2 separate regions of the Arabidopsis thaliana genome follow, and region 2 is linked to region 1. Evidence: chromatin contacts called from public capture Hi-C data. All regions are on one chromosome and are shown on one strand. The core of a region is the stretch at or near the end of the contact, and the rest is flanking DNA. Distances in the headings are between cores, read along the strand shown. Region 1 holds the start of AT4G09340 (SPla/RYanodine receptor (SPRY) domain-containing protein). Region 2 holds the start of CINV2 (cytosolic invertase 2).

Region 1 (3,999 bases), core at 975-3,474:
TTATTTTTGGTTTAGACCCTGAATGGATGCTGATTTTCGATTCAGTTTTTGGATTTAGATTTTAGTTTCTAGATTTTAGATTTTAGTTTTAGATTTTTGTTATTATATTTTTGTTTTAAAAACCCCAAAAAATTGGTTTTTAGTTTTTGAGAAAAATAACGTTGATGGAGTAAAAACTAGATTCCCTAAGTTTTAGGAAAACTATAAAATTAAAATCATGAATCAAAAACTACAACAAAATAGTTTTTCTAAATTGTAGGGAAACCAAAATTTTATAATCTTGATTGGTATAAAAATAAGTTTTTGAAAAACAAAATCTAAAAACTCTTACAAAATCTACAAAACATTCAAGGCCTTAGTCTATTGTATTCTATTTTGGTTTCAATGGATGCAATGAAAAAAGCACACTAAATCGCTAACAGACAAAACCACTTTATTTTTAGAGCGGACGATAAATCGCATGCGGATAAAAAAAATTCTACGTAAAAGTTATCTGTAGTTAGTACACCGCAAACTTTTTTTTTTTTTAATTCGCACTACTGCGGATTATAGTTTATGAATGATAAACAAAAGGGTGAATGAAATATCTATACATGGAAGAATATATAATTAAGGATCTACACATATCATTTAGTTATTTAGGTGGAAATTTTCTTGTAAATTAAATATGACATAATTGCCCCTATACAAACAAAGAATCAGTAGCCTTCTTCCGCGAGATATATTGTACCTATAAGAAAGAGACACAAAGCATTTAAGTCTTAGGTGTGTACCTATATATATATATATATATATATATATAGCTCCTTATCATTTTTTTGAAAAAAACAGTCGATAACAAAACTTTTACCATGGTTTTGAAAACAGGAAAGAAGATGTCGCTGATAACTTTGGATTATCGATAATTTTGAAAATATCATGATAATATACGAATTAGCAGGGTAAAAAAATGTTTACATATTACATTTGTTGATGGTGTATGAAGAAAGTAGAGTCGATAAAGTAAATGTTATCTGATAAAAAAGGAAAATGACTGCTAATCAAAAAATTAATGTGTTGCAGGGCGGTAAGTAAGCGACGAGGAAAAGTTTTTTTGACGGTTCAAGATGGAAGGATGAGACTGTTTTTGGACTAGGAGGGTTTGAACAGATGGTTTCACTTTTGTTATGAATTAGAGTTAGCACCTAATATAAATGTTACGTTAACTTTTTGTTAACGGCTAATATTTGTTTACATATAGTGATAATACCCTCATAAGTTTTGCATCAGAGTTACTACCTTATACAAACTGATATGTTAATACTTGGGTTATCGGCTAATATCATAAGTTCCTTGTGATTACAGATAGTTTCACTTTTGTTATGAATTAGAGTTAGCACCTAATACAACTGTTACGTTAACATTTTGTTAACGGCTAATACCTGTTTACATATAGTGATAATACCCTTAGAGGTATTAAAAATTTGAATTCATAAGTTTTGCATCAAAGTTACCACCTAATACAAACTGGTATGTTAATACTTGGATTACCGGCTAATATCATAAGTTTATGGTGATTTGAGATAGTTTCACTTTTGTTATGAATTAGAGTTAGCACCTAATACAAATGTTACATTAACTTTTATCTTTTGGACTGTGTTTTAATAAGGGAAAGAAGGGATACAACTTTCCATTTAGAAAGAGAAATGACGATGACGACTGGTTTCCCTAAAAATCAATAAATAAATAGCAAAAAAGAAAAAAGACTACATGCAAAGAATAATAATAATCTGACACAATATATTCATACAGTATAAAAAGATTTTCCTAGGGGTACATACGCAATTTCCACATGTACAATATTAGTCAAACAGTGATTTTTTTGGACACTTAAATAACAACTCTTCCAAGTATAGATTGTGCAATTTTCCTAAACAAAAAGCAGTCTAAACCGTTGATAGATTTGTCCGTCCTAACCGCGTAACCATTTGAACTCTTAGCTTTTTTTAATGTTAAGTTGTTGCCAATAAACCGACCGTAAATGAATCGAGATACTTGATTTGAAAAGTCGATCCAAAATCAAATCAAACAAAGAAAAATGGTTTAAAACCGAAATTTCTTTAAAAATTAAGGATATTGTAGATAAACATTCAATACCGAACCAAAATAAAACCATACTAAACCATCCATAATTTGGATACCAGTACTAAGAAACCAAATTTTTAAAAACCGAATAATTCAAATAAAAACCGAACCGAAATCACATGGTTTTGTAAGAGATCATTTGAAAAAAATAAAAAATATTCGCTCAACAATTTTGTTTCTCTATAATCAATCACCAATCAGCAAAATTCTAGGGTTTCAATTATCTTCTCTGCGATTTGAATGAACAAATCCAACTTCATTCACAAATTTCATCACTCTGCAAAACCACATACAATGGAAGATAACGAAGAAGAAGAAGAATCACCGACGGAGTTAAACACGATCACCGGTTTAAGCGGTTTTGTAGTTATCTCTCCCGATAAGCTATCTCTCAAATACACTGGCGTTTCTCAACACGGTCACGATGTCGGCGTTGTTCAAGCTAATAAACCTGCTCCGTGTAAACGTTTCGCTTATTACTTCGAGATTTATGTTAAAGATGCTGGTGTTAAAGGACGTGTCTCCATTGGTTTCACTACTAATAGTTTCAGAATCGCGAGACATCCTGGGTATGATATTGAGTTTTGTTTAGATTTGATTAGGTTCTTAAAGATCTCTTATTTTTGTTTAGTTGTTTTAAGTTTGATTAGGTTCAGGATTTGGTTCAATTGTGTGAGTTTTATTTATGTTTGGTTAGGATCAGAACATACGAAAGTGTTGGATTTTGTTTCTATATCATTGTTGCTGAGCATTCAAATTGATAGTTTTGTGATATTTCTTATGTAATGGTTAGATGGGAACTCAACACTTGTGGTTATCATGGTGAAGATGGGCTTATATATCTAGGAAAACGTCAAGGTGAAGCTTTTGGTCCGACTTATACAACTGGTGATACTGTTGGTGGTGGTATAAACTATGATTCGCAGGAATTCTTTTTCACGTGAGTATCTAAGAGTTCAAGAGTCAATTCATTTTCATGTTACAGTTCTGACATATCTTTGTTATGAGATGCCAGTGTAAATGGAACTCTGGTAGGGACAGTCTCCAAGTACATCAAGGGTCCTCTATTCCCTACTGTAGCTGTACATAGCCAAAACGAAGAGTATGCTCTCTTTGTTTCTTAATATGATGTCAGCGTGAACTATTTTTCAAGTGCTTGAATATGTTCTTTGTTTGATGTTCTGAATCTTGGTAGGGTTACAGTCAACTTCGGGCAGGAGAAGTTTGCCTTTGATTTTAAGGTAAGATCCTTGAATATTTTTGGTATACTAGTGGAGTTTCTAGCTCTTAGCTTGTGTAATTTATCGATGGGATAGTCCGAAGTATAACTATCGTATAGTAAAGAAACATATGCATCTTTTTGATATGGTACAAACATATAATGTGGCAGATGATTCACTGTAAAAAAATACAGTGATTAAACATCTTCTCTTAGACTCTACGATTAAGAATTGTATGTGTAATATGTGTAGAAAGTTGAGGTAGAGAGTAATATGTGTTTACTTGTGCTTCTCTTTCTGCCTTAGGTTTGTTTGAGGTTAAGGTTACAGGAGTGATTACGTATGATTTAGCTGTTCCTCTTTTTTTCTGTTGTGTTAGGGATATGAATCATCGGAGAGGAATAAGCAACAAATAGCAATCGAAAAGATATCCATACCATCGAACATGAGTCTTGGGTGAGTACACTCTTGTTCTGTAGTTACTGAGGTGAAGTTTTTTCTTCTATTCTTTTATTGCATTGGTAATAAAATTTCTGCGTAGCTAAGAAGCTTCTGGTTTTTTTTGATCATCAGGCTTGTAAAGAACTATTTGCTTCATTATGGGTATGAAGAGACTCATCATGCTTTAGACTTGGCTACTAACAGTACACTTCCT
Region 2 (3,999 bases), core at 632-3,131, 96 kb before region 1:
TTGCTAATCTTGTTCTTTTAAGAGGCTGTGGTATTCGAATCGAGGTTTGTGTTCACTGTCTCTTACGAATGCTTTTAATGAATCTATTTGCTCCATCTACTTATCTGTTATGGGTTTTGTATATAAAGGTTCCTCCTTTTCACGAGAAGCATGGTTTGTGGCCGTGTATGGTAGCACCAACGAAGATTATAGCCGGACTTGGTATGTCCCTTGGTATTGATATTCTTGAAGCTCTGGGAGCCACTGGAGATTACCGGACGCTTCTCACATCGAAAGCGATTGCTATAGCGAATGCGCTTTCAGCTCCTTTGAATCCCTGCCCAAATGTCTTTGAACCAGCAGAGGACGGGCATAAACCGGGAAGGTCAGATGGTTACGATTTCGGCTTCCTTCACATTAAGGTGAAAACATGTCTCTGTCTTTTAACACAACATAAAAAATTTCATTCTGATTCTAAATTATTCGTGCAGGCTATAGATGATGCAGGTCATGACAAGGCTACATTGTTCAAAGTTCGAGGCTTGGAAGCTGTGGATAAAGCGATACGTCAGCTCGCTAAGCTTCTATGGCAAGCTGAATCTTCTTCAAATTACCAGTATTTCTTGTGTGTGACTGGTGATCATTCTACTCCAGTTGAGTATGGAGACCACAGCTTCGAGCCTGTCCCATTCACAATGTGCCGGTTAAAGGACTTTGTGAGAGCGGTTGGAGGAGAATCAGCTCTATTAGAGACATCTTTAGACCCTTTTCCACTTCCAACGGATATAGCATCCAGTGAAAATGTCATCGGAAAAGAAGAAGAAGACTGTGGGAGGAGGGAAGCTTCTCTGGCGATTAGTGGAGATTCAGTCTCAGAGTTGAACGAGATTGCAGCTGCAAGAAGATGTCTTGGCCGTTTCCATGGCGGTGAAATGATGGGAGTTATCACCAAGTTTCTGAAGTTGGATGTATAAATCAAATTTCATAAAATTTTGCATTTTTTCTTTGAAAATTTGGATTTTGGAAGTGTAATAAAAAATTATCAACTCTAACAAGCTCAGGAAGTTGAAAAAAAAATGTCTAACAATGTTTGGAGGTGTAGTTGCATGTTAAAGTTTACACTTTGGCTCTTAAGATATACACATGAAATTTCCTTTTTACATTAGCTCGACGAGAAATTAAAGATATCGAAAAAGAAGAATTTTTTTTCTCTCGTGACTCAATTGCCTACAAATTTATAAAAAATGATGGTCACTTAGTTAATGAAGACACTATCTTTACTAGATCTAAACAATCTGTAATGAAAATTACTTCACGTTAATGAAAGTCAATCATGCATTTCATTGTCCAAACGAATGCTTTTACATTTCAAGCACATAAGTCAAGATTTATCGAAGGTTGACAGCTCCCATAATTGGCGTGTCTTCATTTGATAGTGTATAAAACCATCATATTCCTGAGAAATCATCATTCCTTTCCAGGAACCATAAATGAAATATATGAACCTGTGTTTCTGTAACTATCTCCATTTGAGTTAAAGTCTACGAATTGGCTTCATTTTACTCTAATTGGAGAACCTCACTTGGGTCTTTATCCACATTTTCATAAAACTTCTCATTTCAGGCTTTCCAAATGTATTAGATATTTAGATGATCCAAAAAAACTTGAACTATGGGAGCCACATAATTCAAAGCAACTTGAAAATGTTAGTTAATTTATATTGAAGCTCTCTCATCATTCTACAAATAAAATAAAACATTAAATAAATGTGATATATATACTTATTAATTATATTGTCTACCTACCAGACTAACAAGCTTACCAGTCCACCACTGTGTTTGGTTTATATGTCGAGAAAAAACAAAAATCTATAATAAAGAAAATAAAAGTGACTGGAGACCGATAAAATAAGTATCCCAAGCGAAAAGTCCAAAACCCAAAATCAGACCAGTAATATAACTTGACCGTTTCTTAACCGGTAATTACCGGTTAACTCCGTCTCTTCCGTCGACATTTTTCCTTACCAGACCCGTTTTGTTTTTGTCTTGTTTCGGTCTCTTAACAAGTCCCGTTTTGTATTCTTCTTCCTTACTTCTTATTCTATCTATAAAACAACAACTTCACTCATCATGACTCTTTTTCCCCATTTTCTTACTCTCTTGCCCTTTCTTCTCTCACTCTCCGGCGACTGTTACGAGTTTTTAACACTTCCGTCGTCTTCTCAGGTTTGGTTCTTCTCATTTATGTTAAACCATTATGTATGGTAATTCTAGAATGTAGATCTGGTTCGTTCTCATGGATCTTGATTAATATGTTTGTTTAATCCACGTATTAGCACTAATTTTGGATTATTATTTGGAACTGTTATCATTAGATAAGTTTTGAATTATTTGCTTAAGTAAGTAAAGAAGATAAGAGAAAATAATATTTATTAGTCTGAACATAATCTTATCTTAAGATAAACAGAATTTATTTCCAAAAAAATAAGTTTTTGTTAAACTAAACACAATTTATTACCAGCAATAAAAAGATTCTGTTTAATGTTGTTATCTTAATAACTGATCTTTTGTCTGTTTTTTAGTTGTTGTTGTTGTTTATGACAAGATCTTGTTCTATCCATTAAAACCAAAGAAATGGAGGAAGGTCATAAAGAACCATTGGTGCTAAGAGTTGAAGGATCACATTGTTCTTTATCAGAGATGGATGATTTTGATCTAACTCGGGCTTTAGAGAAGCCGAGGCAGCTAAAGATCGAACGGAAGAGATCGTTTGACGAAAGGTCGATGAGCGAGTTATCGACTGGCTATGTAAGACAAGATAGCATTTTAGAAATGGCTCATTCTCCTGGAAGTAGGTCAATGGTGGACACTCCTCTCTCTGTTAGGAACTCTTTCGAGCCTCATCCGATGGTTGCTGAGGCTTGGGAAGCTTTGAGAAGGTCAATGGTGTTCTTTCGTGGTCAACCCGTTGGTACCATTGCAGCTTATGACCATGCCTCCGAGGAGGTCTTGAACTATGATCAGGTAACTAAAGATTCTAGACGTGACCTGAGCATAATCGATTTTTGTGTAGAATATCTCAAAACTTGTCTTCTATTTGAGTAGGTGTTTGTACGTGACTTTGTACCAAGTGCATTGGCGTTTCTGATGAATGGAGAGCCCGATATAGTGAAAAACTTCTTGCTCAAGACACTTCAGCTTCAAGGTTGGGAGAAACGGGTTGACCGGTTCAAGCTTGGGGAAGGCGTTATGCCAGCGAGTTTCAAGGTGCTTCATGATCCAGTTCGTAAAACCGACACAATTATTGCGGATTTTGGAGAAAGCGCTATAGGAAGAGTAGCACCGGTGGATTCAGGATTCTGGTGGATCATACTTCTCCGTGCTTACACGAAATCTACGGGAGATTTGACTTTATCTGAGACACCAGAGTGTCAGAGGGGAATGAGGCTTATACTCTCTCTTTGCTTATCCGAAGGTTTTGATACTTTCCCTACGCTTCTTTGTGCTGACGGTTGTTCTATGGTTGATAGGAGAATGGTAAGAACTACCTTTTAGTGAACGAGCAAAAATCTTATATGATTCATCACACTAAAACCAAATCTTGATTTGTTTATTTATTAGGGTGTTTATGGATATCCAATAGAGATTCAAGCTCTGTTTTTCATGGCATTGAGATGCGCCTTGTCGATGCTTAAACCAGACGAGGAAGGTCGAGATTTCATAGAAAGGATTGTGAAGAGACTTCACGCGCTGAGTTTCCATATGCGCAGTTACTTTTGGCTTGACTTTCAACAACTCAACGATATCTATAGGTTAGTAAGCAACCTTAAAATGTTCTTGTATATGGATAAAATATGATTTGACGTGACTAAGATTGTAAAACTTTTGTTAAGGTACAAGACAGAGGAGTACTCACACACCGCGGTGAACAAGTTCAACGTGATGCCGGACTCGATACCAGACTGGGTTTTCGACTTTATGCCTCTCCGTGGAGGATATTTTGTCGGCAATGTAAGCCCGG

What was found. Capture Hi-C pulls out chosen DNA fragments and counts their contacts.
Region 2: a contact with region 1 is called in a capture Hi-C map of root, with 2.1 times the contacts expected there.

Annotation. Positions count from the first base shown.
Region 1 is chr4:5,925,963-5,929,961 of TAIR10.1, reverse strand. AT4G09340 (SPla/RYanodine receptor (SPRY) domain-containing protein) reads left to right here and starts at 2,224. Exons shown (of 10, transcript NM_117002.3): 1 at 2,224-2,693; 2 at 2,918-3,064; 3 at 3,140-3,226; 4 at 3,320-3,365; 5 at 3,724-3,800; 6 at 3,918-3,999. The coding sequence starts at 2,365.
Region 2 is chr4:6,021,924-6,025,922 of TAIR10.1, reverse strand. It overlaps CINV2 (cytosolic invertase 2), which reads left to right and starts at 1,881. Exons shown (of 6, transcript NM_117019.5): 1 at 1,881-2,204; 2 at 2,561-3,002; 3 at 3,084-3,515; 4 at 3,600-3,790; 5 at 3,872-3,999. The coding sequence starts at 2,613. It overlaps AT4G09520 (Cofactor-independent phosphoglycerate mutase), which reads left to right. Exons shown (of 6, transcript NM_117020.5): 4 at 1-44; 5 at 129-401; 6 at 471-1,119. The coding sequence ends at 953.